Regions from separate parts of the Mus musculus genome. Here region 2 is linked to region 1. The links are chromatin contacts, called in public Hi-C maps. All regions are on one chromosome and are shown on one strand. The core of a region is the stretch at or near the end of the contact, and the rest is flanking DNA. Distances in the headings are between cores, read along the strand shown.

Evidence for each region. A called contact is a pair of places that touch in the nucleus more often than the background predicts.
Region 2: a Hi-C map of liver shows a contact between it and region 1, with 2.9 times the contacts expected there. The contact joins two enhancer-like sites. A contact is called at or near these places in 3 of 39 promoter capture datasets (the 3T3-L1 cell line and stem cell-derived epiblast-like cells), 3 of 484 Hi-C or Micro-C datasets (the P5424 cell line, liver and pre-B cells) and 3 of 9 other capture datasets (adipose tissue, liver and pancreatic islet).

The regions. Positions count from the first base shown.
Region 1 is chr9:50,675,722-50,681,673 of GRCm38.p6, reverse strand. Dixdc1 (DIX domain containing 1) reads left to right here. Exons shown (of 20, transcript NM_001374656.1): 17 at 121-187. Among named protein-coding and RNA genes, the nearest start is that of Gm39337, 19 kb to the left of the region's middle. Within about 2 kb of position 2,068, at least 6 of the 459 cell types and tissues checked have an H3K27ac peak or open chromatin away from gene starts, as enhancers often do. A contact at or near this core is called in liver, where this site is marked.
Region 2 is chr9:50,845,197-50,850,987 of GRCm38.p6, reverse strand. No RefSeq gene overlaps it. Among named protein-coding and RNA genes, the nearest start is that of Ppp2r1b, 8.8 kb to the left of the region's middle. Within about 2 kb of position 1,872, at least 55 of the 459 cell types and tissues checked have an H3K27ac peak or open chromatin away from gene starts, as enhancers often do. A contact at or near this core is called in liver, where this site is marked.

The sequences.
Region 1 (5,952 bases), core at 819-3,318:
AAGATTAATTATGTCCTATGTTCTGGAAGAGGAATTTATGCTTCCATTTGTGTTTTAAATTTTGCGAGTAAAGCCTTCCATTGATCATAGCTAACTCTTGATATCACTGTGGCTTTCCAGGTTGGGGGGCGGTCACCCAGAAATCAAGCAAGCAGTGAATACCGGGCATCCTGGCCCCCTAATTCAAGTAAGTACTCATTTTCACACAGGAAACATGTCTGGAATATTAGACCAGAAATTGGTTCTCTCTCTGTTCTTTTTCTTTTCCTTTTTCCTTCTTTTCTTTGGGGAGGTGGGGATGGGATGGAGGTTGCTGTTGTTGTATGTTTGTTTTGTTTCTCTTTTGGTAGGGCAGAGTACCTTTCTGTAGCACATAGAGGTAAACGCCCCTGTAGACCCCATCTTGACTTCTTCACATTCAATGTAGGTGCTGACTTCAGTTATAGGGCCTTGCTGTTGTTTGTGCAGAGCAACCTATAGACTTAGCAACAGACTGGGTGGTTTTGGGATTCCCGTGGAATCCCCCTTTGGCCAATAACTCAGATATAGCCCAATCTTGGTACTAGATTTGTTGACAGGAGATGTCCAGTTGTGGCCCCATAGCTCCCTTTATTTGGAAACTTCATTTAAATTACCTTAATGTATGTCTATATTTTAGCAACGTTTTCCTAACTGAGGTTCCCATACTATGCCTCAAATGGCCCTTAGTTTTCTCTGTCTCTCCTCACATTCCCTCCCGTGTCCTCCTCTCCCCACTGAGCTTCCTGTTCCTGCATGACTCTATGCTCCATCCATGACTATCCATTCTATTTCCCTTTCCCAAGGAGAGCTCTCTGTCCCCTCAAGTCCCTTACTCCATACTCCACATCTGTGGTTCTAGGTACTGACTTAACAGCTAATATACATGTATAAACAAATATACAGTATATTTGTCCTTCTGGGCCAGGATACCTCACTCAGGATGGTTTCTTCTAGTTCCCTCCGTTTACTCACAGATGTCATGATATCATTGTGTTAAAAGGCTGAGTAATATTCCATTGTATAAGTGTACAACATTTAAAAATCCACCCTCCTGTTGAGGGGATCTAGGTTGATTCCAGAGACCAAGGACCATGGTTACACAGCTGTCCCTGTGGGGAAATGGCGTGTCCTTTGAGTATGGCTGGACCCGGAGGTAAATGGATTTCCATCTTCCTGAGGAACTGCCCCACTGATGGCAGTCGAGTCTGTCCAAGTTTGCACTCCCACCATCAGTGGATGCAAGTTTCCCATACTCCACATCTCCAACACCACTTGTCTAACTGAGCTGAGCCATTCTGATGGATGTAAGATGAAATCCCAAAAAGTAGTTTCAATTTGCATTCCCCTGATGGTTCAAGTATTTCTCAACCATTTGAGGTTCCTTTTTTGAGAATTCTCTGTTTAGGTCTGTACCTTGTTTTTATTTGGGTTGTGTATTTTGTTGATATTTAGTTGTGGATCCTTTATATATTTTGGATATTAGCCCTCTGCTGGATGTAGGGTTGGTGAAGATCTTTCCCTGTTCTATAGGCCGTCATGTCCTTTGCCACTGAGAAGCTTTTCAGTTTCACGAAGTCCCATTTCATAATTGTTGATCTTAGTGTCTGCACTATTGGTGTTCTGTTCAGAAAGTTGTCTCCTGGGCCAATGCATTCAAGGCTAATCCCCTGAAGCAGTAAATTGTTAATCCACTCTGAGCTTGGTGGGTACTTCTCACTACTGCCTGCCAGAATGCTGCTCTGGATTTGAGAATGAAAGATAAACACACACACACACACACACACACACACACACACACACACTTTCCATGTCATGGCAATTCTAAAAACTCCTCACTCCTGCTTCCTTGCCTGAGAAATCTAAAGTTCCACCTCTTTGGCCACCATCCACTTTATTTCACCAATCAAAGCCAACTAGGAGGAGGGACCCTCAGCATCAGGTAATTTGGGGAGCCAAATTAGACAAATAGCATTAGAACCAATCCACAACAAACCCCCACTTTCTCTTCTATGTGGTTCAGTGTATCTTGGCCTCATGTTGAGACCTTTGATCCACTTGGACTTGAATTTTGTTGTTGAAGATGCTGTCTCTTTTCTAGTGTGTATTTCTGGCTTCTTTATCAAAAATCAGATGTCCATAGTGGCTTTACACCTAGGTCTTCAATTCGATTCCAGTGATCACTGTGTCTGCTTCAGTGCCAGTCAGACATTCTGTTATTTCCATACATCCAGCTTCTGGGTAGACTTTTTTTAGGCAGCGTTTCACTTCTATGATTTTTTTGTTTCCTTAGCAAACTAGAGTCACGTTAGCTCTAGGATTATGAACACTCCTCATGATGTCACCACCATCAGCCATTTAGAGGATGCTGCTGACGTGGACTGAATTATCTGGAAACTATGCAAGATCAAAACATTCATGCTGAATAAGCCATAAAGCAATAAACATATATCTAAGCAACTCTAGTCTCATATAGAACACACAAAAGTGTCTTTTTCCTAGGGGCTCAGAGTTCAAATTCTTTGTGGATTTTCTTTGAAATGTTTGAGGGTCCAGGCCATTCATTTAAGGCCTGCTAAATATTTACACCACGTAGTGGCATGGTCAGGAAATATGTTTGAACCAGGTCGGGTACACTCATTTTCCTCAGGCTGGGTCACCTGATTGGAATGCTGCCCTGCCTGGCCATTCTCACTGCAGTAGACATTTTGAGTCTTGGTTCAGTAATGTTCGAATTTTCTCTCTCTCTCTCTTTTTTTTTTAACCCAGGCCCAATTTTAAAAAATCCAAACAATTTAAATGGAGATCAAATAGCTGACTAGAACCATTAGTTCTGTGTGTATAATTTAGTTTTCCTTTCCCCCTTTTGATGTATGCACAATTTTTCTTAAATTTTTATTTGTATTTTATGTGTGTGAGTTGTTTTGCCTGCATATACAAGTGTGCATCACTTGGTTACTGGTGCCAGGGGAAGCCAGGACAGGGCACTAGTTCCCCCGGAACTGGAGTTATATTTGTGAGCCACCTTGTGGGTGCTGGGAATTGAACCCAGGTCCTCTAGAAGAGGAGCATTTCCGAAACCATATAAATGCTGGGCACAGGAGTGCATGCTGTCTGGCACAGGAGTGCACGCTGTCATCCTGACACTTGGAGCTTGAAGCAAGAAGACTAGAGATTTGAGACCAGCCATAGTGACACTGCCTCAACAACAACAAAATCCCAAAACAAAATGAAAAGAATCAAACCAACTGAACAAGCAAAAATTCAGTCTGTTTCAAAGGACTCCTGGAAAAGATTCCTCAGCTAATTTTTGGAACCAAAATAATTGGTTTCTCTCCCAGCGGCATCATTATCTCCATTAAGGAAATGCTATAGTCAGAAATTTGAGAACACAATTTGCTTTACAAGAATTTTTACATTTCATACTTGTGCAAGTGTTTTAAGGGTTTTACTCTGTGGTCTGTTTTTTATTTAACTGTTTTGTTTTTAGAAACAGAGTCTCATGCAAACCAGGCTAACTTCAAACTACATAGCTGGGGGTGACCTTGAACTCCTGATCCCTCTTCCATCTCCTATGTGCTAGGACTACTGGTGTGTGTGAAGGCCTATGTAGAGCAGGCTAGCTTCAAACTCAAAGTAATCTTCATGAGTCTGCAGATGCTGTGGTTAAAGACTTGCTTCTTTAGGGTTTTAATTTGATTTTATCCCTTTTGGTAGTTGCTGAAGGTTAATATGAACTGCCAATGTAAAACTTCTACATTCTTAGAAATTCTTTTTCAAATAATAAACTTCTTCCCTTTTAGACCAGTTATTTGATGCATATATATATATATATATATATATATATATATATATTTATATATATATATATATATTACCATTTAAACAATTAGGCTTAGTTTACAGTTGCTTATAGATCTGAATGTTAACCCAGAACATCCATGTAAATGGGTTTTAATAAGTTCTATTCATTATTAATATGACCCGGCCAACACCCCCCCCAATAATTGAAGGAGTGCCCTATGAATTTTGTATACCAGCTTTAACACAATTATTTGGTGAGTTACCCCTAATCTGTTTTTCTATATGCTAGACTGTTAGTTCCCCAGCTGCACTCCCCAGCACTTGCTGTCTGAGTCTCGCCTGGGTTATGTCTGCTCCATCAGCCTGTCCTCAGGGTCCTCTTCTCCTGGCCATCCAGCCTCATGGCAGCCTCCTCCTCTCTCCTTCTTCTCTGTCCTTCTCTCCTCCTTCCTCTCTTCCTTCCTCTCTGTCATCATGGTCCCTACTTGTGACCTCCAGCCTGGTAACCGAAGCCCCACCTACCTGTATTCTCCTCAGTAATTGTCTGTTTCCACTTTTATATAGCCATAGCTTTACATTTGGGAGCAAAGTGTACAGCAAAGACTGGTGTACTGGAATTCTGGGGGCAGCATTTAGCATTTGAATACCTAGGAACCCCTGGACCAACCTCCAACACCTCCAGTGACACCCATCCCCACAAACAGCCCAGCATGTGCCTCACCTCATTAAATCCAAGAACCTGGGCAAGTACAGGAGCCCTTTAACTAGGACTTCTAATCTCCTACATCAGACTTCCTAACAGATCTGTACGTACTCTCTTCTTTCTTTTAAGCCCTAACACTTGTCATTATTGTGTATGTTTGTGTGTAGAAGCTTAAGGACGCCTGGCAAGAGTCAGTTCTCTCCTTCCACCCTGTGAGTTCTGGGAACCAGACTGAGCCTTGCAGCAAGCACCTTTCCTCCCAGCATCTCCCCGGCCCCGTCTCTGCTTTCCCTCTTCCATGGACCACCCCATGGAGTTCATTCTTACTTCTATGCAGTCACTGCATTATTCTCACTCTTGGGCTGCAGGTGACATTCTAGTCCAGCGGTTGCATTTCAAGCCTTGCCTTCCGTTGTCATCAAATGCATTAAACATTCCTGAACAGTGTCTGTCAGTTCCGGGGCTGAGAAGCCATGTCCCTGTGATGGCCGTGGCCTGGAACCAGGTGCCTGGTGCCACTTTTCATTGCAGTCTGCTGAGCTGGAGTCCTCAGTTGTCCTTACATTCTCTGAATGCTAATTCTGAGTCCGTCCCACTCCACCACTACCCCCATGTGCTCCATGATGCCATTTGAGGCCTAGGCTGTCTCAGGCTCTTTCAGGATCCTTCCATTCCACGTGGCTTCAGGCATTCTGGATTACTTTTAGATTATTCTCATCCCAGCCCTTTCCTGAGCGTCAAGGGTATGTATTTGAATACCAGTGAGATGGTCAAAGGCACTTGGAATTCCTCAAACTGAATGTAAGCTAACAGAACAGGGAAATAGAGAATATAAAATCAGATGTGACTGAAGTAGTCTTGGGGTAGCCACTCCACAGTGATGGTTACAGACAAGAACGTTAATTAATGGCGCTGAGTCTAAGTTTCTTTGTTGTCTAACGGAGTTAATCTGAGCTTTAAATGAGACTTCCCCTGAAAATCACTGCAAAATATGGGGCATACAACGTATGTAAGGTGGGTCCAGAACTCCTGCCTTCATTCTGCTCTGGCTTTGCCCCAGACAAATTCCTTTCCCATCAGTGACTCATGAGGCGAAACAGTTATTTCAGTGTTTTTAAGATTTATTTATATTTAGTGTGTGTGTGTGTGTGTGTGTGTGTGTGTGTGTGTGTGTGTGTGTGTATGTGTGTGTGCATATTACATATGTGTGGGTGCCTGAAGAGGTCAGAATAGGGCTTCAGAGCCCCTGTAGCTAGAGTTACAAAGGGTTGTGCTCCACCCGGGTGCTGGGAACTGAACTGGCATATGCTGTTAAGTGCTGATGCCCCTTATTTCAGATTTAAAGTAACACAGTAACTGTGGGATAAAACTGAAAGTTCAGTTATAAACACATATATGTACAGTCATTTGAGTCAGGTCAAGTGGCT
Region 2 (5,791 bases), core at 623-3,122, 170 kb before region 1:
TCCAGGGTGCTCTTGCCTGATGCCACCCTCCTGCCCCACCCCCGGGTGATGTTCCTTCTTACTTCCTTTTCAGAGCTGCTCGGGGAACTGTTAGGAGAGTCGCCAGTCATAAAAAAGGACCTGTGCCAAGCTCCCCTGCACATGCCTCTCATAACTTGGCAGAAATATAGCTGAGACTTGTAACCACAGACCAAAATGTATACTAATTTCTAGGACTTCAGGAAGTCTGCTCCTGCTCTGATCTGACTATGAGATTCGATTTAGCTGGGGTCCGCGTGCTCTAGGAAAGCCCCCAACAAAGGCTGAGGGTGCTGTCTGCAAACTCCAGGCTGGGGTTACTGAAGGGGATTAAAGTGGCTTACAAACAAAAGCGTACTGGCCTTGACTAGATCTTTCTTTTGCTCATCTACTCTTCCGGGCTCTCCATCCTAGCATCCCAAAGGAGGTGAAGGATAGCAGACTTCGAGCAGGTCCTGACGCACTGGCTGGGGAGGAGCCCAGCAGCCGAGCGCTGTCTACCATAGCTGACATCCCGAGTTGGATTCCAAGGGGAGGGACAAACGGAGGAATGGCCGAGGGGGATGGAGTCTATGAGTATCCGCTTCCCCATCCACAAGGAAAGAGGCAGTGGTCAGGGACTGCGAGGGCTCTGAACTGAGCTACAATCCCAGGCTTTACCATCAGCTAGTCTTCAGATGTTTTCCCACAAACTCAATCTAGAGGGGTCTAAAAAAAACCAATCAAACAAAAAACCCTTCCCCAAACCACACAGAAAACACCAGCCTCAATCCATACAGTCTCTCTGGGGTTAAGCTAAAACAAATATCAGGTGGCACACCTGAAGGAGCGGATCCTCATTCCGTATCTGGCACAGCTGACTCTATTCAAGTCCTGAATCTGCCTATACAGTCACCTGCACGTTTAAAATGTGACTACTACTTCCTTCTGCAAATGTTTGCTTTTTGCGTTGTGTGCTAGGCGTGAGGAGTTATCATCAAAAGTGTTCTAAGGCCTCTTACTGCACAAAGCTCACACCCTGCTAAGCACTGAGCTACTGTGCTGTAAACGACATGTCGGCACCAGAAGGCGAGAACTCAGGATATTCATATATCCTCCAGACTGCCCGTGCCAGTATCAGCAAGCCAACAGTGGTAGGGTTAGGAGTGTGTATGTGGAAAGGTTTGCTCTATGTCCATGCTTAAAAGTGGGCAGGTATCAGGTCATTGCCCCTTAAGAGACCTCCCTCTTCAAGAACACTGTCTTTTATTACCTACAAATACAATCAAGGACATAACAAATATAATTGAAACTAACAGAGAAGTAGCAACTTACAAGATTGCCTACCAACTAGGGAATCGAATCGGAGGTGTAGTGGGCAATTCATCTACACAGTAAACATCTGCATCTGTAGAAATGCACGAGGCAATATAAGGACACATCTCAAAGCACTCAGCTTGGATATTTCAACACATGCTGGGAATACAGCAACCACCAAATCAACTAAGTTCCTGGAGGAAAAGGAACTCTGCGATTTTAAGTGAAAGGGCGCCCTCTGCTGGACACAATTGAGTCTCCATGATGGCTACATAGACAGGACTGTGTAAGTAAGCCCTCAGAAGGATAAAACTGAAGCAAAGGTGTTGCCACACCTTTAATCTCGGTACCACATGCACACACAGAGACACTCATTGTTGAATACCAGTCATCACAAGCGTGACGTTGCAAATATAGAAGCCCAAGAAAATGGGACCAGGCAGGATCTGGAAAGTTTCTAAGATTCTCTTCTAAATGGCCTACTAAGGCACACTGTATCTCTCTGGAAAGAGAATGGAAACACCCTACAGGCTATTCCAGGGAAACTTAGAGGCACGCTGTTATAGACAAGAAAGAGGTGGCATGCAGAGTGGTACGTGGTGTCTTCTTGGTGGTTGAGTGGACACACTTCAGGTCACTCCTGGCAAAATGGGATTAACCTTTGCTCTCGAGACTGAGGGAGCTAGCAGCAGCTGCAAAAAGAATGTCTGCAACCTGTAGCAAGACAAGGAAGTGAGGTCTTCCCAGCTCCACAGGAAAGGTAACTGTGCCTGACAACCAAACAAAGCTGGCTCCAGGCTGAGCCTGAGAAGGGAAGACGCTCAGTCCCTGCACACATCTCACCCCAACGGTCTTGCTCACGCAGGGCCTTGCCTGAAGGAGAAAGCAGGGCCAAGCCCTGGGGTAGGTGGAGTCTGCCTACTCACACTTTCTTTTCCTATCTAATACATAAATCCATAGATGACCAAATGTTGTTGTTTTTTTTCTAGAAGTGTTAAGTGGAAAGAATGAACCTTACAGGAGACAAGCAGCATCCATTAGTATGTATCAGTGTCACATTAGTCAACTGTTGTCCAGAAAAAAAAAAAAAAAGGATCCCAGAGGGCATAGAAGACAGAGCAGGTAAGGCCTAGAGAAGGGAGAGGCCCAGATAAGGGCTAAAGACTAGGGGTTGCCAATTAGAAAAGAGCATTAGCACTCTGCCTTCCACATTAGCTGTGGTCTTCAGTGTGAGGCTTACCTGGGCTTTATCAAGGGCAGTGGTGCTGAATTCTGGGTTCACACTAGAAAAACCATCCAGAGCTTTCTAAGGATGATGGGGCCTGTGCTCACCCAGGCCACTAACTCTGACACGCCCGAGAGAGGACTGCGCAGTTCTGGCCAGCTATGGCTGCTTTACTGGTTATGTTTTCTCCAGGGCTGGGCACAAGGCTTCTAAAACAGTCGGTAAATAAATGGAGAGGCCCCACTCTTCTCATTTGGCAATGCAAATGACTGGCTGGTTAAATGACTGGCCGAAGGTTGAAGGTCAGGGGGCCAGTTGCTCCAGTTCTATAAATGTAGATGGGGCCCTTCTCACCGCAGGTGCTGTCTGGACCCGGTTAGGCAGGTCCCTGAGGAGCCCCACGGTGAGGAAATCTGCCTGAATCTTCTCCCTTCGGCTTGCTCTAAGGCCCATCAAAAAGTTACCTAGTTTATGCTTCTTACCTGCATGTAAGAAATTGCAAACAAAAGCAAAAGCAAACAAAAGTCCCTCCCCACTTTCCTTGATTTTAAAGATACTTCAAGATGCACTTAGATTTCAAGATAAAAAAATACCCACACACTCAAGTGAAATGGCCACTTACACCCAAGTTGCTCGTTTACACACACACTATTCAGGTTAGAAAGCTCCAACAGGAAATGTCCCGTGTCCTTGCACTCCCCCTCCACACCCTCACATCCCCTCTCTGAGTTTCCCTCCTTCCGTTGCTCACATGTGTCTGTTTAAGTTTGTTTGAATTTCAGGTCTAGGTGGAATTCCACAGCTGGGAGACCCAGGGCAGATCTCAGCTTTAAATATTATTTGCCACTTAATATCTGGCCTGAATGTGTGAATACAAACCCAGGTTGCGGTTGGACATCTTCTACAAAGGACAGGGGACAGGGAGGACCTAATGGCTCCCCACACCTACAGGACAGGTTTGCTAAGCCAGACTCATTCAAAAGGTCATCTGTGCCAAGTCTGGCCCTCCAAAATCAGGAAACATACAAATGTAAATATGTCGTGAAGCTTTTCAGATGCAATCCTGGGGAATGTGCTCTCATGACAAAGTCTGGAGTTCGGAACTGCTAGGCTATGCACACGCACACACATACGCACACACACATACACACACATGCACGCTTAAGTAAGAGCTGCCCTTGGAGTCCTCAAGACTTCTGATTTGCTGCATTTTCTGTTCTAAGAATTCAAATGGAGATGCTAAGCATGGTGACTCACGCTGATGGCCACACAGGCAGGCTGAGGCAGGACTGCTGTGAGCCCTAGGCCAGCCTGGGCTACAGACTGAGCTCCAGGCCAGTCTAGGCTATAGACTGAAACCCTGTCTCAAAAACTGAAAATTAAAAATCTGTGCCAAGTTGAAAGCAAGAGCTGCCTGTTAGTTAGTGAAAAGGTGGATTTTACTTTCTCAGTTGTCAATAAACATACAAGAGATGAAAATGTTGGGGCCCCTGAGCTCTGGAATACAACAGCATTGAGTCTGCACCATAGGGCCAATTAACACTGAAACAGGTTTACAAGGGTTCTGCTTAAAGCTGTCTGTTCCTAGTAAAGGGCAGAAAAGGAAGTCCTCACAGGGGTCTTAAGTCTAGAGAGGGTTCTTAGACATCGCTCTACAGAAAAGGAAGCTGACAGAAAGGAGAAGGGTGGTGTCCTACACAACACAGAGCAGTGGCCTGTTCACACCTGGAATTAAATTAATAAAAGCATCTAAAGTAACATGGGAGGAATAAATCAAATTAAACCTCAGGACACCTGGGGTCACGAGAGAAGAGAAATTAAAAGTAATGACACAGAACCAGGTGACAAGTTTGGATGTGAAGAGCAAGACAAGAAAATGGCAGTAAAAAATAATAAAGAATAAAAGGAGATCTATCACCTCCCCAGGGGGGAAATTATCCAAATGGTGGCTGTAACTGGATTGAGATTTTTATGAAAACTAGACTCAAGTACTCCAGATGCCCATGCGGTGAGGTAAGCGGGGCCTACGGCACAGTCTCTTTCCAGCACAAGGCTCAAAAATGCATTCCTGTTGTGCTCCGCTTCTCCTGAGAGGAGTAAACCCAACTTCACTGATTCCAGAAGCCGTCTCCCCAAAGTCTGAGTCCTTTGACCTGTAGTGTCACATCTATGAACTGAGCCAGCAGTGGGGGACACAGCAGCTGCTCTGTTTCCAATTCCCAATGAAGACTAGAAGCTGAATGCAAAAGGAGTCACCTTAAGGAAAGGGAAATTGAGCCTAGGGCGGTGGTGGCCCATGCCTGAGAAAAGGAAGACCAAACCTAGGATGGTGGCGCATGTCTTTAATTCTAACACTCGGGAGGCAGAAGCAGGCAGATCTCTCAGTTTTAAGGCAGCCTGGTCTACAGAGGGAGTTCCAGGATAGCCAGGGCTACACAGAGAAACCCTGTCTCAAAAGAATTAAACTGTCAAAATGTATTGACGTTTTCTTTCACAGGGACACATGAAATAAAGCACTAGGACCAGGAAGGGGGAAGAACTGGATGGCACTGGTGTCGGGCAGCACACTGCTGATTCCTGATGTCATTTCCATTAGGAATTACCTGCTCTCAGAGGCTGGGATAATTAAAGATTTACAGACACGCCAGCGAAGCCAGGAAACCCAGTCATCGCCTTACAGAAGCCTTGATCTTCCTGTCACGGACCATTAAAGCTGAGCACACGCCCACTCCAGCTTCCTCAGTTGCCTGAGGAGCCTAGCAGACTGGTATTAGGCAGGTTGTTATGGAACCTCAGTGAGTCTCATCCACCCGACCCTGGGAGGCACAACACGTAAGAAGGTTCCCTCTGGTGGAGCGGCTTCCTAGTAACTTACAGGAGGAGTTCAAATGTCTTTCCCAGAATGCCAGACTAGGAAAATGACCTAAAGATTGTGACCAACCACCACCCTGATTTAAAAGCGTGCCCGCTGCTAAACCTGAATTCAGTAATAAGGAGTACAGGCTGCAATTCTCTGCAATTCTCCCCAGAGATTAGACTAACCTGTCTTTTCTTCTTCTTTTTAAATCACATAATGAAGTTGTTTAAGAGTCAGAGCTTGAATCTAGGTGATTCCTACCACCTAGATTGGGTCAGCACACGTACTCAGAGTCACGGGTTTAAGGTCCAAAACAGGCTAATTTAGGGTCAGAGATCAGAGAAGTCTAGATTTGCCAAGTACACAGTTATGTCCTCTCCCTTGTCCTGCCATCA